Linked DNA regions of Pan paniscus: region 1 is linked to region 2. The links are chromatin contacts, called in public Hi-C maps. All regions are on one chromosome and are shown on one strand. Each heading gives the region's core, a stretch centred on a gene start, on an enhancer-like site or on the middle of the called end of the contact. The rest is flanking DNA. Distances are from core to core; before and after follow the strand shown. Region 1 holds the start of TPM1 (tropomyosin 1). Region 2 has its middle 34 kb from the start of MIR190.

Region 1 (3,682 bases), core at 362-2,861, 190 kb after region 2:
CAGGCCAGGTCTGGATCCCTGGAACTGACTCCTAACTCCCTATTCTTGCCTCCTCTGCTGAGCTCCAACCTGGGGAGTCAGCTCCCTGGAGTCCACGCATCTGGATATCGTCCACATGCCTGGAACTTTGTCACTGTTCCGGTGGCTGGGTTGACACACCGTGATTAAAGGGCTCTGGTCAATTTCTGTGCCACGCAGCCCCTATGCTAATGGTCAGATCTAATGTTCTGACCATTAGGTCAGTGTATCTTTTCCCTCCTGGGCAGTTAGGTTAGTGGAAGAAACCCGATAAAATCTTGGAGAGGAATTTGATCATTCTCTGAAGGACTTACAAGTTGTTTGGCCTGCCTAATCTGCTCAGATACCGTCCGGGGAATATTCGGTAACCATGCAGTACAGACTGTGAATTATTCTGTGGGGACTATTAACAAGACCCTCACCAACCCTGCCTCAGCTGATCTCAGGGCTTGGGGGCAGCCCCCTCTCCTTCCCTCCCACTGAAGCTCTGAAAAAAAGCAGCCTTTCCCCCTTGGGGGATGGGAGGAGTAGTTAAAAATAAGAAGTGTTGGGGGAAATCCTCCTCCTTCCAAGCACAGCTCACCCGGCAGAGCCTCCTCAGAGTTGCGGCTGCGGATGCAATGACTTAGCCAGGTTAACGCCGATCCCATGTTTTCCGAAACCTGGCACCTAAGCATCTCACATGGAAGGCCGACTCCCTAAAATCAGTGCAAGAAAAATGATAACAAGTTATATCCGGAGGGACCTCGGGGATTATCTACCCGCTGGATTTAAAGTTGAGGAAGCCGCGGGCAGCAAACAAGGTCTCACAGTTGCTGGTGGCAGAGTAGAGACCACAGACCAAATTGCCTAAGTCTAAACTCAATGTTCTTTCCCCTTAGACTGCCACCCGCACACACACGCACACATGCACACCTTTTTGGAGGCACTGCACAGCAAGCACAGAAGTAGGCCACTGAGTCCTGTGTCCCTAAAGTATTTGACTGTCCCTCCGCTGGGGGAAAGGGCAGGCAGAAAACAAGACTCCGTGTGCTGTCGCTGTGCCGCCCCCTGCCTCTCTGACCCGCGCCCGCAGAGAAAGTCTCAAGAGCCGCCCCAGGCTTTCTCCCACGTTCTCCCTTTCTCTGCTGCAGTTGAGTTTCCAGAGCGTAAGCGCGCAGGATGACACCTGGCTGGCTGAGAGCTGCCGGGGAGGCGCTGGCGGGTGCCGAGAGCGCACTGACCCTGACGCGGGGTGCGGCACGGCTGGGAAGCCCCCGGGCCTTTGGCTAAGCGCGCCGGAGGACGGCACAGGGGGGCGACGCGCATCCGCCACCTGGTCCGCGCTCTCCCGGCCTCCGGCAGCTCAGGGCGGGCTCGGTTGGGGACCCTAATGGCTGGGTGCCGGCCCTGGGAGAAGGGGACGCGGAGGGCGGAGGGTTGCGCCTCGGCCCCGGCTCGGCCCCAACGCCCTCTCCCTGGCGCGCAGGTTTAGAAACAGGGCGGCCTCTCCGGCCGCCGCCTCGGCGGCTCGGGTCCCCATATATAGTCATATCCACCGTCAACTGGGAGGCCGGCGGCCGGCAGCGAATGGGCGAGCGGCCCCCGCGGGAGGAGCGGGGAGGGGGCACGGGGCGGAGGGAGGAGAGGAGGAAGGGGGGCAGGAGAAAAAAGCTTTTCCAAAAAAGTATTGGCTGTCTTGAGGAATGCGGTCGCCCCCTTGGGAAAGTACATATCTGGGAGCAGCAGGCGGCTCCGCGCTCGCACTCCCGCTCCTCCGCCCGACCGCGCGCTCGCCCCGCCGCTCCTGCTGCAGCCCCAGGGCCCCTCGCCGCCGCCACCATGGACGCCATCAAGAAGAAGATGCAGATGCTGAAGCTCGACAAGGAGAACGCCTTGGATCGAGCTGAGCAGGCGGAGGCCGACAAGAAGGCGGCGGAAGACAGGAGCAAGCAGGTCTGCGCCTCCCCGGCCCTGCGCCCGCGCCCAGAGCGCCGGGACTCGGGCCTGGCACCCCCGGCTGGATCCCCACCCCGAGGACTCGGGGAGCCACCACCCTACCCCCACCACCACCCAGGGCGGCCAGGGCGCGCGTCTGGAAAGAAGGAAGGGAAACGCAAGAGCCAGGCTTAGTCTAACTTTGTAGTCTGGTCTGAGGACGCTTATTTCCCTTCTCTGGTTCCCATGGCCCGCGAAATCAAGTCCTAGAGGCGCTTTATTCTCAGGACTGGGAATCAGTTTGGGGGAGGGAGGAGGACACCCGGTTCCCGGGGACGTTTGAAGGAAGGGCGAGGGATGGAGAAAGGGGGTCGAGTAACTCAAGTGTTAGAAGTTCGTTGACTTTTGACTGGGGAGAAAGGAACCTTAAACTTGGGGAGGAGAGGGGAGTCCTGGAGTTGTTACCTAAGAACAAAGATGGGGCGGAATGGAGGCTACAGCCCGAAAGCCAGGCCAGCAGTGGCGTTCTTCTGTGTCCCCAAGTAGTGGACTTGAGCCCGCTGAGACCTCGGCAGGAGTCTCGTCCCAGGGCAGGTGGGTGTGCGGGGTGAGCCGCGGAGCGGTTCCAGCTCGGGTAAAGAGGAAGTTACCTCGGGTCCTTTGCACTCCAACTCGGCGGCGCCCCGAGCCCGAGGGGCCCCAGCCAACCCGACGCCCGTGTGTTGTGTGTGTCTAACACCCGGTCCGTGCCGGCCGCCCGCGCCCGCCCGCCGCTGCCCCCAGCTCGAGGAGGACATCGCGGCCAAGGAGAAGTTGCTGCGGGTGTCGGAGGACGAGCGGGACCGGGTGCTGGAGGAGCTGCACAAGGCGGAGGACAGCCTCCTGGCCGCCGAAGAGGCCGCCGCCAAGGTACCCGGGGCGCGCGGCACGGCGTGGCGCACGAATGGCTAACTCTTTCTCTTTCTCTCTCTCCCTCCCTGTCTTTCCCTCTGTCTCTCCCGCTGTCCCTGTCCTTCTGGTTCTGTGCACCCACACCCCTCCCCTTCGGGATCACGCTGCCTGCTGCACCCCCCTCCCTCCCTGTACCCCCTGGCCAACTCCCAGCTGGAAGATGAGCTGGTGTCACTGCAAAAGAAACTCAAGGGCACCGAAGATGAACTGGACAAATACTCTGAGGCTCTCAAAGATGCCCAGGAGAAGCTGGAGCTGGCAGAGAAAAAGGCCACCGACGTAAGTGCACGCTCACACTGCTTCCCTCACCTCTTGCCTGCGTGGCCACTCCGGGGTCACCACAGGGCTGGAGAGCAATGGAGGAAGTTTACCTTTTCCTGCTGGACACCTGCACACAGCCCTGCCATGGCCCAGAGCATTGGATGCCGCCTCTGACTGCTACTGCACACATTCATTTATATTTCATCCACTCCTCTCTTCTTCTCCTTTCCTTTACCTCCCTGGGGGTGGAGGTGGGTGGATGAGAGGCTGGGAGAATAGAGCAGCTGAAATTGGACTCTGGAGGTGAACTTCACCTCCCTGGTGGCAGAAAACCCTTGAGGTGTCATCACCAAGGTTTGTGTAGAGAATGCCAGGTTTTCTTCACTTTCTTTCCTTTTGCCGTCTCCAGTGGGTGGGAAGTTCTGGGTTTGGTGGTGGGGCTAGTCAGGGTTCAGAGAACCTGGCCTCTAAATGAAAGAAATGACACAGCGGTACCTTTACTTAGATGGCTGCACTTCATGGTGGGGCACAGAGA
Region 2 (3,728 bases), core at 320-2,819:
ATCACATACACTATTTCATTGACTCTTCACAAAAATTCTGCCACACGGGTTGTGTTGTCCCATGAGGTGCAAGCTGTTAAATACAGGAAGGGAGAGAAATGACAATTCCACCTTAGCTTTTTCTGACTCTAAGGCAAGTGCTTCTCCCAACTCAGGAAGCATGAGGTTTTCCTCATCATTGAAAAACTAAGATGGAGAAACTTCATCCTTCACCCCTCTATTCCCCAGACCAAACACCTTCAGGAAATCCAAATTGTAGGTTGACATGAAAGCATTTGATATTAACCCAGCCACCCTTTTCCACAGAGGGAGAAGAAGCTGGGTTGGACAGGCAGAGACCACAGTGAGGCTAGCCTCTCCCCAGTCAACTAGAAGCCTGGACCGGCCTCTGCCAGGCAGTGCAGGACCTGAGCCCGGGGTGGGCTGCAGCAGAGAGTGGTCTAGGTGTCCACATCCCCTACTGAGCCCTGGCACTGCCCTCTGCTCACTGAGGCTCAGCTTCCTCGTCTGTGGTGGGAACCTGCTGCCACCGCCTGCACAGCAAGGTGGCCAGGAGGGGCAGGGTCCACCCTACCCACAGTGGTGTTGGCAGGTGAGGGACCCCTCATCATTTTGACTTTCCTAATCCACGGACGCCCTTTCAGGTATGAGCACTATCCCTTCACACACACCTTGTAAACCCGGAAGGACTTTTTTTAAATGAAAATTTCATTTCCAGGCTCTTACCTGGACACACCATTCCTGGGCTCCCTGATGTGGTAAGGGCCATGGGGAGGCCAGGGCTATGCAGGGGCGGGGTGGGTGTGAGACAGCACAGGAATGCACATGGGGGCTCCCTACTTCCCCAGAGGCCTTGCTGGCTATGAGGCTGCTCCCCGCATTCCCTCACACCCTCCCAGACCCTCTCTCAAGGCACAGAGGAGGAGAGAAGCCACTCCTGCCACCACCAGCTGCTCTTGGATACCTGAGGAATGGAAGGAGCCAGAAGCTACCTGGCCTGGACTTGGCTCCCGCCTCTGCTCCTGGCAGGCTTTGGGACACAGCAGATAACTAAGCTCTCCAAAATAGGGCACTGCCACCTCTCACCTCAAATGGCTCCAGGGAGATTAGAAGAAGATAATTAGGAGAAGGGTCTACAGATCAGTGATTTGCCAACATTGAAATGCCAGTCAGAATCACCCACAGGGTGTAACATACAGGTGCTGAATCCCCTCATCTCTGATTCAGTGAGTTTGGGGCACAGCCCAAAGAGTTTGCTTTTCCATCACATTCCCTGGTGATGCCCGTGCTGCTGGCTCACGGGCCACACGTGGAGGGTCACTGCCACAGATGACAGTTCATGTCCTGTTCCCACTCTCACTGCCACTGCCCACAGGGCTGGAAGCAGGGCCAGCTCCTGGCCAGCCTTAAGGATAGGAGGTGTCCCTAATCACAGTCTTCCCACGGCAGGCACGGGGCTGTGATGAGGACGCATGCCCTCCTCCCCTAACCACATCCTCACCCTGGCAGAGGTGCAAAATGGGTGTTAACCCTGGCAAAATGTAACCTGCTGAATGAATGCCCCAAGGAGTTTCAGAAAAATATGAATCTGGCACCTCAACCACAGAGACTGTGACTCAGCAGGTGCCAGAGTGGGCCCAGTCACCACTCTTGTTCCTAAGCACCCAGGTAGTTCCGAGGCAGGCCAGCACTGGAGAAACCCTGCTCTCTTTTTCCAGGTCTGGCCCTTGAGGCGATGGAAGAACAAAGGCCCGTAGCCTCTCAGATTGGCCTCAGCTGATGCACAAACCAGCTTCTAAGCCTCCTTAGATTCTTATGGAGTAAAGTAGGGATATAAATTAGTAAATAACAGCTAAGTTAGATTGATGCTTAGCTTTTAAACCTTGAAAAAGAAACCCTCATTAGAATTCTTTTGGTCAATATTTCACTTCCAGGTTTTATTTCCAGATCCTATACTTTTTATATAATCACAGCAAATAGACAATTTAATATTCAGCCTTTGCAGTGACCATATTGCAGGCATTTCCCAGTCATTTTGTGTAATTGTTTGATGTCTCAATCCCCCTTTTTCTCTGCTCCTAGAGCAGTGCTTATCAGAGGTTTAGGTGAATAAAGACTTCATGCCAATTTCAAATGGTTCCCAAAACTCATATTTTATCTTATTGGCAATTTTCTGTGTTCCAAGGACTGTCTTAGGCACAAGTCAACGTTCACAAGTCAATTCTTCCAGTAGATACATATGACAGTGGTCTTAGAGGTGGAGGTACATGGAAACTTTCTAGATATTAAATCAGATGAGCTCATGAAACATCAACACAGTTCCTGGCTCATAGTCAGTGCTCCAGGACCCTGTGGGCCAGGCATGGGCCAGGTGCAGAAAATCCAATGATGAACAAACAGGGAGTTTGCCCTCAGGAAGCACACAGTCTGCAGGAAGATGAGTCAGGTGCGAAGAAAACAAAGAGCAAGGCATGAGCCTTACAGAGAGTAAGTGCCATGGGTGAGGCTGAAGGCATAGATCTAGATCTTTGAACTGTCTTTCCTCAAAGTTTAGAGAAAATCAGAAAATTTCTCTGCAGGCCAAATACCTCTGAGTGGGGCTGACAGGACAACTCAAGCTCCTCACAGCTCAGGGGCCCTTGCAGAAACTAGCTGCACAGAGCAGCCATGCAGACTGGAATGAATTAAACCCAGACTGTCCTGCCTGGTATGGTTCAGAGGCTTTTTGTATGCCCAATGTAGCCAGCTTGCCATACTGAGCAGAGATTTGCCCAAGAATGAATTGTAGGTACAAAGTTCTTTCTAGAAAACATATTATTGAAAAACTTTTTTTCTGAATTATATTCTGCTCAGCGTAACAGATATTATTAAATATTAGTTGACATGAGTGACTATTCTGTGTCAAAGTATAATGGTCACAGGAGCACCAGCAGGGAAATGACACTGCACTGAGAAATAACAGTTCTCACCCTTTAACATGTAACTACTAACTTTTTGGTAATAAAATCATCATAACAATAATATTTAATACAATTTCAGATTTCTTCTGGAATCTCAAAATTCAGTTGTGACTTTTGGCTTCAGCCTCAACTTTAGCCAAATATACATGTTTAACAATTTGGCCTTTTGCCAATATCCCTGATGAACATCGATGCGAAAATCCTCAATAAAATACTGGCAAACCGAATCCAGCAGCACATCGAAAAGCTTATCCACCACGATCAAGTTGGCTTCATCCCTGGGACGCAAGCCTGGTTCAACATACGCAAATCAATAAATGTAATCCATCACATAAACAGAACCAATGACAAAAACCACATGATTATCTCAATAGATGCAGAAAAGGCCTTCAACAAAATTCCACAACCCTTCATGCTAAAAAGTCTCAATAAACTAGGTATTGATGGGATGTATCTCAAAATAATAAGAGCTATTTATGACAAACCCACAGCCAGTGTCATACTGAATGGAAAAAACTGGAAGCATTCCCTTTGAAAACCGGCACAAGGATGCCCTCTCTCACCACTCCTATTCAACATAGTATTGGAAGTTCTGGCCAAGAAAATCAGGCAAGAGAAAGAAATAAAGGGTATTCAATTAGGAAAAGAAGAAATCAAATTGTCTCTGTTTGCAGGTGACATGATTGTATATTTAGAAAACCCCATCATCTCAGCCCAAAATCTCCTTAAGCTGATAAGCAACTTCAGCAAAGTCTCAGGATACAAAAT

Evidence for each region. Hi-C and Micro-C count contacts between places; a contact is called where the count stands out from the background.
Region 1: a Hi-C map of induced pluripotent stem cells shows a contact between it and region 2, with 2.4 times the contacts expected there. The contact joins the promoter of TPM1 here to the enhancer-like site in region 2. A contact is called at or near these places in 2 of 3 Hi-C or Micro-C datasets (fibroblasts and induced pluripotent stem cells).

The regions. Positions count from the first base shown.
Region 1 is chr16:52,288,932-52,292,613 of NHGRI_mPanPan1-v2.0_pri, forward strand. TPM1 (tropomyosin 1) reads left to right here and starts at 1,612. Exons shown (of 9, transcript XM_003827930.4): 1 at 1,612-1,953; 2 at 3,040-3,165. The coding sequence starts at 1,840.
Region 2 is chr16:52,103,857-52,107,584 of NHGRI_mPanPan1-v2.0_pri, forward strand. No RefSeq gene overlaps it. Among named protein-coding and RNA genes, the nearest start is that of MIR190, 34 kb to the left of the region's middle. Within about 2 kb of position 1,570, at least 1 of the 2 cell types and tissues checked has open chromatin away from gene starts, as enhancers often do.